Linked DNA regions of Oryzias latipes: region 1 is linked to region 2. Evidence: chromatin contacts called from public Hi-C data. All regions are on one chromosome and are shown on one strand. The core of a region is the stretch at or near the end of the contact, and the rest is flanking DNA. Distances in the headings are between cores, read along the strand shown. Region 1 holds the start of glipr2 (Golgi-associated plant pathogenesis-related protein 1). Region 2 holds the start of mindy3 (ubiquitin carboxyl-terminal hydrolase MINDY-3).

Region 1 (6,161 bases), core at 906-3,405, 220 kb before region 2:
TCACTTCTTGAGACAGGTGATTAAAAGGTTACTTACCCGTTTGGTCATAGGAGGCCCATGCAAGGTTTTCTCCACAGCTTCCTCTAGCCGAGGCCTCACTGTGTTTTAGGATCCGTATACTGGCCAAACTTTCTGCATAGCTGAAAAGACAAGACCAAAAAAGTCTGTGATTTCACAGTGGCTCTTCAGTGTAACTGCAATCAACAGAAATGTAACCATCTCTTAAATTTTACATTCTCCCCCTCTCTTTTATTCTCCGTCAAGTCCCAAAAAAAATTGTACACAAATATATCAAAAACAAAGTTTTGCTTTAAATGCAAAGGGGGTTCATACAAATTTACTCCTCTTCGTGTGTTGAAAGCTAAATACGTCTTCTTATTAGTAAAAATCTGTCCAACACAAGAGGCTGTCTGCTTTAATCTGTTTGCTCATTTCAAAGCAGATGTTTTTTTTTCATAGATTGTGCTTTATTTTCAGCTGCTTTAATGTTGAAAAACTACTTCCTTGATGAATTTTGCATAGAAGGGATTTTTACCAGAAACTGCACAATAAAGTACAAATATATACATACATAAAATTAAACCTAAAACATTATACTGCTGTAAGCTACTTTTTTTTCATTCCTTAAAGAACACTCAACGTTTTTGTTTCCTTTGGTTTCCTGCATAGCCATTTGGCAAAGCCTGCAGTTATCCTGGTTCCTCCCTGCTGTTTTGCGTTTGTGCAGTAGTGGCTCAATTATGTTTAGCTGACAGAAAGACAAATTAATGATTGTATTGATTACACAGAGAGAGGAAACCTTGTACCTCTCCCTGTAGAGCTCATTAGAAAATGAAGAAGCAGATTGGTCCTATAGTTTCTCTGCAGGGCTCTCCTGAAAGTGACTCTTGGAGTGCCTTGGGAAATATGATTTGCATGAAACTGGAGAATAATACTAATAATTCCCCATTCTATAATTTCTCTGTGTTTTTTTTGGCCAGAAAGGTTTAAATAAATCAGATAGAGATGAAGTTACACCAGATCTGAGTGAGGTAAAATATCCATGTAGCTGCATTCAGTCATCAATAATCCTCCATCACTCAAATCCTAGTCACAGTTAGTGGTTACAGCACATGACAGCTGGACCTGGACCTGTCATCCTCAGCTATCTGACAATGACTGATGAACTGCACATGGTCCTTGCTAATTAAGCTCCTAATTTGATCTGAGTGCAAAAAAAAGAAGAAAAAAAACCCACCGGGCAGCTTCCGTGCTCAGCTTGCTGCTCAGCTTCAGTTCAGGAGCCTGGTGCTTCTTCCTGTACTCATTATGGCATCGCAGCAGCTCCTCCGAAAATTGCTTTGAGGCTGAGAGACAGAGAACATGAGAGACAGGAAGACTCAGAGGCCAGCTGACAGAAAAAGGTATGATGGTGATGATGCAACACGAAGGCCTGTCACACGACTGCAGAGCTGAAACCTCCAGACTAACTGATCTCAGACTGTGAGTCACAACTCGGTGACGGATCATGATGGGGCAGACCAAGCAGTCTCAGATGCTTGGTGCCTATCACTCAATGGTCTTTTCAGAAGTTCTACAGTCCCTGGAGTACTCACTACAATAGGCACATTCATGAGGAGTCAAGAGAAGTGCCAGTTCACAAGAAGTGCCACAAAAATAGCAATCATTTAAAATAAAACAAGACCTAAATGTTACTTAGTTTAAATATAGATCATAAGTGCTAGAAAATAACTAATGATATTTTCATGATTTAAAAGTGGTCACTTTCCAAAAATTGGTAATAAAAATAATACTTTTCTTACCAGATTTTCCCATTTTGTTCAGTCAGTCCTCAATAAGGTTTAGGTTAGAAAACAGCTCCTCCCTGGTCTTGCTTCTTCTCAGTCTTACCGTTTTTTAGTTCCACTTCTTCTCTTCTGCCGCTAACACAGACACTCTGAAAGAGTCTTTGAATAAGTACCCAAACCCTTCAGGACTCATCTTTGAACAGAAATCTCACAAAGTTTCCCTTTGGCTCATTGTTTAGCAATAATCATTGAGCAACCGGCTACTTCCTTATGTTCTGTTTCACCTCCCTGAAAAAATAAAAAAAAATCTGCTCTGACTGTTCTCTGCCCAAAGGGACACACACCCACAGCCTTTCTGCTCCAGAATATGAAAGGGGAGCCCTTCACTCAATGCTGACATCATCTCTGTGGGACACATGCCCATACATGGCTCTGGGAATTTAACTTGGTTGCCATAGAGAAGGCAGCTGTAGTGGAGACCACATGGTAAGTCCCGGGCCTCATAATGATGCAGCCATGTGAACAAAGTAGTCTTTACAAACACTGCTGGGATATTTCTGCCTCAGTAAGATCAAATCTGCTTTAACATTAAGATAAATCTTAAACTTCACACTCAAATAGACATTTCTTAGCTTCTATCATTGGTGAAGTGATTGAGCAATTCTACTATTGCGGCTGACGTGTAGGAAGTGTGAAGACAGGCGATTCCTCATGCTGCAGAGAAAGTTTTTTACAATTGTTTTATTTAATTGAAGTAACCCCTGCAAATAAATTGAACTTCAGGGTGTTACATTTATCATTTGGCAAGAATTAAATGACACTTAACGAAGGCAGAAACGGTTTTCCAGCTACATCTCAGTGCAAATTGCCTCATATATCACTTCAAATCTCATAGCTTAGAAGTAAAAATGTTTTCTACTTTTTTTCATTGTGCCTGTTTAAAGAATCAATGGCTAGACCTACAACCTCTAAATTAGATTGGACTTTTCTGCCTTTCTGGATTTCAGAACTAAAGGTTTCGATCAAACTGCTTTATTTGTTGATGTGATTGATGAATCTTTGGCTAAGTAGCAAGTGTGAGCACACTTTGGTATATTTAAATAAATCAAGATCAGGAAAAGCTCTTAGCCATGGAGTCACAATGATTTAGAGTAAAACAACAATAAATAAAGCAAATAAAGGTTTAGGGCAAAAATTAAGGCCCCAACAGCTCAGATTTTAAAATCAGCTCAGTTTTTCTTTTATTCCAAGAAAATAAAACTTTTCTTGATTTTTTTTTTTTTTAAACATAAAATGTTTTGGATGTATTCAGTTTCCCCTTATCCAACATGCCAGTTCAAGTATCTGTTTAAAAGTTCCTCTTTCTTGACAGTGCATTTATTTAAAATCAGTTACAAGTCTAAATTATTACATTCAATTTTAACACTACACTTTATCCATAGTGACACAGTCAAATACATTGCATTGGATTGACATGTTGCACTATTTTGCTCTGTTTATGTTAAGTCTAAAGGTACCTACCTACCTGATTAGGCCAGAAGAGGTGAATAAAGGTGGAGCAACTTTAAGGAAGTGGACTGTACCAAGTGGTTTAACATCATGGGGGTCTCGTGTATTTGGTCGTTTTAAGTGTTTTTAAGAGCCTGATAACCCAATTACGGTAAACAATATTTCTGGGTGTGTCATTATTTCTATACTTAGGCTACCAGGGTTTATTTTTTTTATTTAGTTGTCAGTTCTGAACTAATTTTTATTTAGAGAACCCTTGGGAAAAACTAGTCTATTTACAGTCGCAGACTCAGTCCAACTGCATTTTTTATCTATTTTTAAAGCATTCCTAGTGGTCTTTTAATCACGATTATGCAGTTTTAAGACAAAAAAAAATAAAACAAATAAAAAATAAGCCCAACAACAAACATAAATAAATAAATAAGAACAGTGTAGATTTTTAAGGCAGCAATAGTTCTTTATAAAGTGGCCTCTGAGTTGTGGGCTGGACTGTTTGCACTTAGTAACCCTCCACTAAGGTCCCACCATCCCTTTGTTTACACTTTCTCCCAATAGCTTAGAGCCCCTCACAACCCCAAGCTAACATTAGCAACAACAAAAAATGCAAGCAATATTGGAGCCATCAAGCTGTACAGTTTTGAGCCAGATGCCGGCTCAGACGAGGAAAACGAAGACGTTAATGGATCTATTTGTTTGCAAGTGGATGTATCTGCATTGGAACAGAGCAGGGAGTCTTTGGCCCACCCATTTTACTTGCTGCATCACAAAAATGACCTTTCTGAAACTGGGCGCTTCTAACTGCTCCTGATCCATAGTCTTACATTATTTTATATATAGTTTTCATTCATCATAAGAAAAATGCTACATGTTAAAAATGTCAAAAACACAATTTTCATTAGAGTGGGTCTTTAAGTGTACAAGCATCCTCAGTATATAAGTGATGCTCCAGTTTATAATGTTCCAGTTTAGTGTATTCAGATAGTATACGTCCTACACTATAGTCAACAGTATACTTGCTATACCTCAAGTGTACTTAATAAAATACACTTTAAGTGTATTACTTTTTGTTAAGGGGATCCTTCAGAATTTCCTGTCCAAATTAATTAATCAATTTTGAATCAAACCCACATTTGTAAATGTAAGCTGAAACAAATTGACTGCTTATGTTATCCAATTATTTTAAAAAAGATGTTTTCGGTTGGTTAGGTTTCCTTCACTTTTGGGGGGTTCTGGCTGCCGCCTCTGCTGTGGCGGGGTCTTGGTGTGGGGATGGCTGGGCACTCTCCCTCCTTCTTTTTACATTCCATCATCCATTTTAAAAAAGAACACTCACTTGATCACAGGTGTTAGCTCACCTTTGCACTAATATTTTGCGTGAGTGAATGAAATGTTTCACAGTAGTTGGTTTGAATGCATAGGTATGCGTGTGTGAACATTATTTGTATTGTGTACATGTTGACATGTGAACGTTTTTGGAGCCAACGGGTATGTTTGTGGCATTTGGGTGTGTATGGACAGGCCCCGCCCTTGATAGACGTGTATTACATCTGAACCTCACTGTAATGAGTATAATCATCCAGCAACTTGTTGCTTTATGCTGCTTCATGGTCCCCCCCCCCCCTTCTACAATCACCCTTCTACCCCCCCTCTAACATTCCTCTTTCTTTCTCCCTCCTTTCCTTTTTCGTCCGGTCCGACACAAAAGATTTTCAAATATGATTAAAATGAATAAAGTTTGGCCTCGATTACAAAAGGGGTTTATTTAGACATACCTCTGGTTTGTCAGAAGATTCATAACCCCTGTTGTTCAAATAAAATATGTCCAACACAAGAGGCCTTCAGCTCTCATCTGTTTGCCCAGCTGTTGGACAGGACAAGTTAAAAAAAAAGGTTCCTCAACTTTTGTTCAGTGTAATGACGTTGAATCTATTAAAGATTAGCATGAGATGCTAAAAGAAAAACATTAAACTTAAAACAGAAACTAGAGAGGAGTATTATCTTTCTGGTTCCATGTCATTTTAGAATGTTTTTACCACCATTTTTATAGAAGTATATAAAAAAAGACAATTTCAAAACTGCTCCCACATCAAGAGCTCAGAAGAAAGATTGGAAAGTCTTCTAAAATGTGGACGTTGAGATGTAAACAAAGTAATCAAAGGTTATAAACAACTGGCAACAAAAAGTAGGTCAAAACATAGTTTACTTATTAAATCCTCAACAGTTATAAACAAAGGAAGCAATGATTGGACCACATTTCTGCAAACAGTTGTGTCTAAATATTTACTACACTTTTTTATGGTATTTCCATAATTTTCACTGGTAACAACATCAAATGAGGAGTTGCATGATAAAGAACGTTGAATGGAATTTCAAAGTTAAATTTTCAGATCCAGTTACAATAAAATAAAATTGTTGGTAAAAGAAACTTCTTGTACTTTTACATTAAGTGCTCCTTTGGAAGTGAACAAGAATGTATACAAAAGACATCTGTTTTATACAAGCACAAGCACAGCAATAAATGTGTAACCACAGTAAAAAATACCTTTTTTGTCTTTTCTTAAAACTTCTGGGCCACCGTATAAATAAGATACATGGATGCTTGTTGAAATGTAAATGTTAATGCATGATTTACTTTAAATTATGTTGCAGTTCTCATCAAATTAAAAGCTTTCTATGGCATTGTTTGCAATGGTATAACTTGTCACAAGTAATAAAAGAAAGACACACAACTAAGAAACACCAGATGTCAAACATCTCAATCATCAATCAATTTTATAAGAAAGCATTCATTGAGTTATATGTGAACCAGAAGACACTTGACATTTTTTAAATGTTACTTTAACGTTTTTAAAGTTCATAAAGAAA
Region 2 (5,758 bases), core at 1,728-4,227:
CTCATTAGTGAATACAAAGTTGATGACTTTACATTTTGGCACTCTAAATGCACACAATATTATTTATTGCAACTTTAAGAGGAACAATTGTAAAAATTGTAGGTTTCTCAATGTAGCAGCTAGGCTATGAATTCTTATTTTGTAGTAATCATAAACATTATGATTGAACTATAAAATTACGAAAGAAATCCCATATTTATTTAAAAACTTAGGCCAAAGCAAGTGGTGCAAATGTCAAACAGTTCATTAAGGTAAGAGATGCTTTTTACTGTTTTTGCAGATATACATGTTTGAATATAATTATTAAATGTTTGTTGTATTCAATATTGATGACTAAAGCAAATAACTTGGTATCACATGCACGTTGTTACATTTGAACTGTGTTTAAAGCTAAAGAAAACATAGTACAAGTGTGGCTTCTTCCATTTGTTAGTTGCATAAACATCACTATATATACATTTTTGTATGCATATACATGAATTGTAACTTTCATTTTTACCTTCCAATTAAAAATAATCAATTCTACTCCCCATTAAAATTCATTTCAAATTATTATTTTGTACTTTTTTTGGGGGGGGGGGGGGGTCAGAATCCCCGATGCCATGCAGCAAATTATCTTCAGATTTTTATAAACTGAGTCAAACATGTGGATCATCTCTTCCTCTTCATCAGATGACTGTGTGACCTCAACGATGTGCCCAGTAATTACCATTTCTATGAGCATGACCCATCCTTGTGTGTGAGTGTGTGTATAAGTGTTAATGTAAGTGTCCATTTACTGATTAATGGCATACACTTCAATCTGCTCAGAATAATTAACTCAGCAGATTCCTGCTTTAATGTGGTGATAAGTCATCTGAAGTGTGTGTGTGTGTGTGTGTGTGTGTGTGTGTGTGTGTGTGTGTGTGTGTGTGTGTTGTGTGTGCAGACTGACCTGGTTTCTCTCTGTACTAAACAGGTAACTGGCCATAAGCTGTAGAGCCTCGGGATTGTCGTGCTGATACTTTAATGCCATCTCAATAGACTCCCGGCACTTGTCTGCAGCACCCTCTTCCATGCTGTAAAACAGATACAGAAAAAAAAATAATCCACGGCTACATCTGTGGGAAGGCTGTCAGTTTTACAAGAGCATTTCTGGATATGCTCGTACCAGAGATCTGTTAAATAAATCTCCGCAATAGAGCAGTACGCCACACTGACATCCTTTTCAGATGGCGGTTCCTTATCTTCAACTGTTGCAGCTGCAGCAGCTCCAGCTTGAGCCTGTGAGAAAAGGAAAGGACAGAAGTTATGAGCAGTTTAACAAATAAACTCCCAACTCAATACTGAAAAATCAACTGTTTCTTTTATAACCTACTGTAGAATCATTTATATGATTAAATAACTAATATTAATATCAATATAATAAACAAAAATGATGATGGACGGTGGATGGATAAGGTGTTGAATAAATTGTTTATTTTTATTTTTGTAATACAAACATATTTAGTATCACTTCATAGTGTATTGACTAACATACAGACCCTGTTGTCAGTAGAACTTTGAGTGAAAAAGGCAGGCCTTTCGAGCTTAAACAATGAACAGAAAATATGTATTGTCAAACAGCACCCTCTTGTGGTCGTAATAATGCCTAAAATACCACACAATTTTAAAATAATGTTTTACTTTTTGTTTCATGATTCACTGAGTTGTTTTTTTTTTCAACATCTTTTCACTTACTGTTTCTTGTTTCTCCAATGTTGACAGTAGTACTTGTATCCCTTTAGTGTAGTAACCTACAGCCTCCAATCCGGTGTGGATTTGTCCAAGGTACATGTATTTACTGTGGCCTTCATCTGGACTCAGCTCCACTGCACGAAGGAAAACTTAGAGGAAACTAGTCAAGGAGAAGAATTATATCGAAAATAAAGAGAAATATAAGAGCTGTGTCTCTGTGACTTAGGATTAATACATAAATGCAATATTATTTATAAGAAAAACAACATAAAAAATGATAGGATATTCCTTTGGCTTTCTGTGTGTCTCCCAACTCAGAGCAGATGTGTCCCTGCATGTCAAGTGCTTGCAGGTTGTTGGGGTCCACATCCAAGGCTCGCTGACAGAAGAGGCCAGCCATCTCAAAGTCAAAGCTGTCCATGTATTCTTCAGTCTGTACAAATGCAGTTAAGACCAAATTATTCCCCGTAGTAAAGTAATATTTAAATAAACAAACCCGAACATGCTCACAACATGACCTTCTCAAGTAGTTGCTCCACTGAATATTTCTGGGATGTCTTCTTCTTAGCTTTCTCGTGCATTCTTAGCTTCATCCTTTCTTGAGGTGACAAATCAACAAATCCTCCAGCATCTGCTGTAGTGACAGGCTTAGTGTTAGTTTTGTCTAACTAGAATCCCATAATAGTCAAAGCAGGTAATATATTAGGTTATTTTCTTATGTTAGGTACCATCCAGTCCACTTGTAACGAAATGACTACTTTGTCCTGTACATATTACCCTTTTTAGTTCGATGGTTTTTCCTCTTCGGTTTGTTGTTCTTCTTACTGCTCTTTGCCTGACCTCCCATGTCTAAGGATAATCGGTTTTATAGATTTGCAATGTGATTGTAAATCCGAATTTTCCCCCAACGTGAGAACAGAGCAAAAGCGTGTTAACACACTAGGCAAATGCTTGAAGTGCGCATGCGGCAATGTTGACAAATTAACCACTACGGAGGCTGGTAGTGGACATTTTAGTGCCGTCACGACTTTGCTTAAGTCACCATTTTATTATGAGTCTTTTTCAGTAGTACTACTCTATCTTGAGTCTTTCCTTATTTATTCATTCTTTGAAAAAAATTAAATTATCACTAATTTTCAGAATTATCTTTCTCTCTGTTACGTAAATGTGGGCAGGTGTTCGACTTTATTGACATATCATTTGACCAATGAGCTAACAACTTGGCCCTCATGATGTCAACCAATCGGGAGTTACGTACAGATTTACGTACGTACGTTTCCCCCCCACAGTTTGCTGTCAGTAAATATACGAATGACGGAAAAGTGGCATTCGGTGGTAATTTCAACAAAAATATATTCACAGAGAAATTCTGACAGCTCGACTTTTTACCGAGGTGACCGAAAATTCTACATCTGGACTTAACTGTTTATTTGTAGTCGCTACTGATTAATGGGAAGTGAATGACACAAAGCAACGGTTAGCTGCTGGTAGCGTTGCTGCTAATGCTAGGCTGGGTTATTGCCAAAACAGCTTTACATTTTTAATTATTATTGTTAAGTCGCGAATTATTTTAAATTATAGCAAACCAGGGTGCTCTTAATTTTTATAATCAATTATTTTGTGTCTTCAAATGTATGGTTTACCGTTTGGTGGTTGCATGCAGCTCTTCTTAGCTGTTAGCAGTTGATGAAGCTAGTTTCAAACATTCATTGCAGAAAAATATTATTACGTTATCAGCCGTCAACAGTTCCACTGCACTTTGACATTTGAGGTCTGACTTAATCTTTAAACTGCTTCCGGGTGATAAACCAATAGTAATTTGTGTTTTTCACCTTTTTAGCTATAGGTTGATTTGGCAAAGTTGATGTCATCCCTACTCGTGCGTTTGGTGCCAGTTTAGTCTCAGGAGTGGCTTGTGGCAGATGTCACAGGCACAGCCTTTAAAAAAAGTGGATTATAAGAAGAACCGAAATAAAACATGTCAGAGCTGAATAAAGAGGTGGTGGACTTGGTCTGGGGGAGGACTTCTGATGGAGGTGTGTCAGCCTCAATCTTTCGAAGATGGACCCAAGGTATGATCATGTATTTGAATGTCCTAAAATGAACAATAATGTTTATTTGATAAATGGAATCATCAATGCTTTGACATTTTCCCTCCTGGTTTCTAGCTGATGGAGGAATTTCTCAATATTACTGAAAATCATTACCGTTTCCTGCTTATGTTTGGATGTTTTGTTGAAATCCCTCTGAAACTCAAATTTAATGTGGGCCCTTCTTGAAGTGGAGGTGTGAGTGCTTCTTACAAACTCAGAAAATATCAAAGTAAGTTTTCTTTTGTACCTTATTTTCTCTCCCGTTAAACAGGGTTTGTTTTTAGCGAGTATGAACCCACAGCGCTGGAGCAGTTTGAAGGAGGACCATGTGCTGTAATTGCACCTGTCCAGGTACTGTCTTGTTGCTTTATCAAATCAAGATATAAAAGTTTTTTTGGAACTTGCCATTGAGTCTGTCCTTACACAGTCTGAGAGGGTTTTTTTTTTTTTTTTTATACAGGCTTTTCTTTTGAAGAATATACTTTTTAACAGAGAAAGCTCCAACTGGAGACAACTACCAGGTAGATTATTAGTGGGGGAAAAAAACATTCAAGCTACAAATTTTGGTGTTACTTATGTAGTTTTGTTACGTTTTCATTTCAATTAATCAACATTGTCTCTATCTGTTTAGAGGAAGAACAGAAAACAGCCCTGTGTTCTACGTTGAGTGAAATTCTTGAGTCAGCCTGTGCCAGCCTTTCAACTGGGTTCTGCATTGTGACCTGGGCTAAGGGACATTCCCCAGACACTGGCAAACTTACTGCAACAGAGCCAGAGTCACAGGTACAAACACAGGACAAGCCCGAAAGCAGCAAGCCTCTGCAGGAGCAGCAACCCAGTAAGTGCTGTGTCTATCACTTTCTAGCATGAGATGCATGCATTAATTTAGTGCCCACTCATTTACTGAGGCGTTGTTTTATGTCAAAAATGGGGGGGGGGGTATTTTGTTATGACTAACCTTTTCAAGATTTTGTTTTGCTTGTTAAGAGATTGTGTGTTCTCTTTTGCCTAGCTTATTCGGTTGCTGAGGATCTTAGCTTTGAGCGATTTCACAGTGTTCTCCAGTAAGTGACACTAAGTGTTCTAACATATGAAGCACTTTGCATCTTGGCAGCTGAATTCACCTGATGTGATCCTAATATTGAGTAATGCATTGTGTTTTCTATAATGTTAAGACCTCGCACATCATTCTTTTACAGTTACATGTATTAAACTTTTTCACCATGCTAAAAATTTGATGACTCAGGACTATCCTTGATTACCCAGTATGAAAAAAAGATACGTCTTATACAGTACACCATGTTTTTAGATGGTTCACCCAAGTGAAATAAATGCAGTCTGAGATTTGTAAAAAATCTGTTTTGACTTAAAACACAGAGGGGCTTGGTGACTTTGATGGACAGCTCTAACATCAAGATTTAAGATTCCTCTGCAAACCTGTAGAATATGTTTTCTTTTCTGTTACATTTAATTAGTCTACATTTAATTTTTATCTTGGTCTCACATCCTAAAGGACTGACTGATTTGTCTTAATTGTTGTTGCAACAAATACATACGCAATGAAATTGCCCATTTTTTAGATGAGGAGAAATCACATGGGGGAAACAGTGGTGGCAAAAAAAAAGCCTAGCGGATCTGACTTTCTTGATGAATTAATTTCTGTATTTATTGTTCTTTTGAACCTACAGTTGATTTTTATCTTTCAGCAAACGAACCATCCTGTCAGCATCAGATCTGAGAGAAGAGGTGTTGTCTCTCTACCACTCCTGGAGGGGGTGCTGTGGAGTTTTACTTTTCCTCTACTCCGTCATCCTCACCAAGGTAAAAATGTTAATTCTTCTCTAAAAATGATTGCAAAATATTTTTGTTTGTTTGTATGTGTTTTTTTTTTTTAAAAAAAAACATTAAATAGTAATGTTTTGACCTTCAAGAGGATTTTGCATCAATAT

What was found. Hi-C and Micro-C count contacts between places; a contact is called where the count stands out from the background.
Region 1: a contact with region 2 is called in a Hi-C map of embryo, with 4 times the contacts expected there. The contact joins the promoter of glipr2 here to the promoter of mindy3 in region 2. A contact is called at or near these places in 5 of 5 Hi-C or Micro-C datasets (embryo, fibroblasts and gastrula embryo).

What each region holds. Positions count from the first base shown.
Region 1 is chr16:17,134,586-17,140,746 of ASM223467v1, reverse strand. It overlaps glipr2 (Golgi-associated plant pathogenesis-related protein 1), which reads right to left and starts at 2,155. Exons shown (of 5, transcript XM_004077858.4): 1 at 1,803-2,155; 2 at 1,238-1,346; 3 at 37-140. The coding sequence starts at 1,815.
Region 2 is chr16:16,911,227-16,916,984 of ASM223467v1, reverse strand. It overlaps mindy3 (ubiquitin carboxyl-terminal hydrolase MINDY-3), which reads left to right and starts at 2,977. Exons shown (of 16, transcript XM_004077853.4): 1 at 2,977-3,109; 2 at 3,557-3,788; 3 at 4,081-4,160; 4 at 4,270-4,330; 5 at 4,441-4,647; 6 at 4,822-4,873; 7 at 5,516-5,630. The coding sequence starts at 3,695. LOC101165000 (probable assembly chaperone of rpl4) reads right to left here and starts at 2,679. Exons shown (of 11, transcript XM_023964244.1): 1 at 2,494-2,679; 2 at 2,235-2,347; 3 at 2,003-2,149; 4 at 1,720-1,866; 5 at 1,151-1,263; 6 at 935-1,058. The coding sequence starts at 2,563.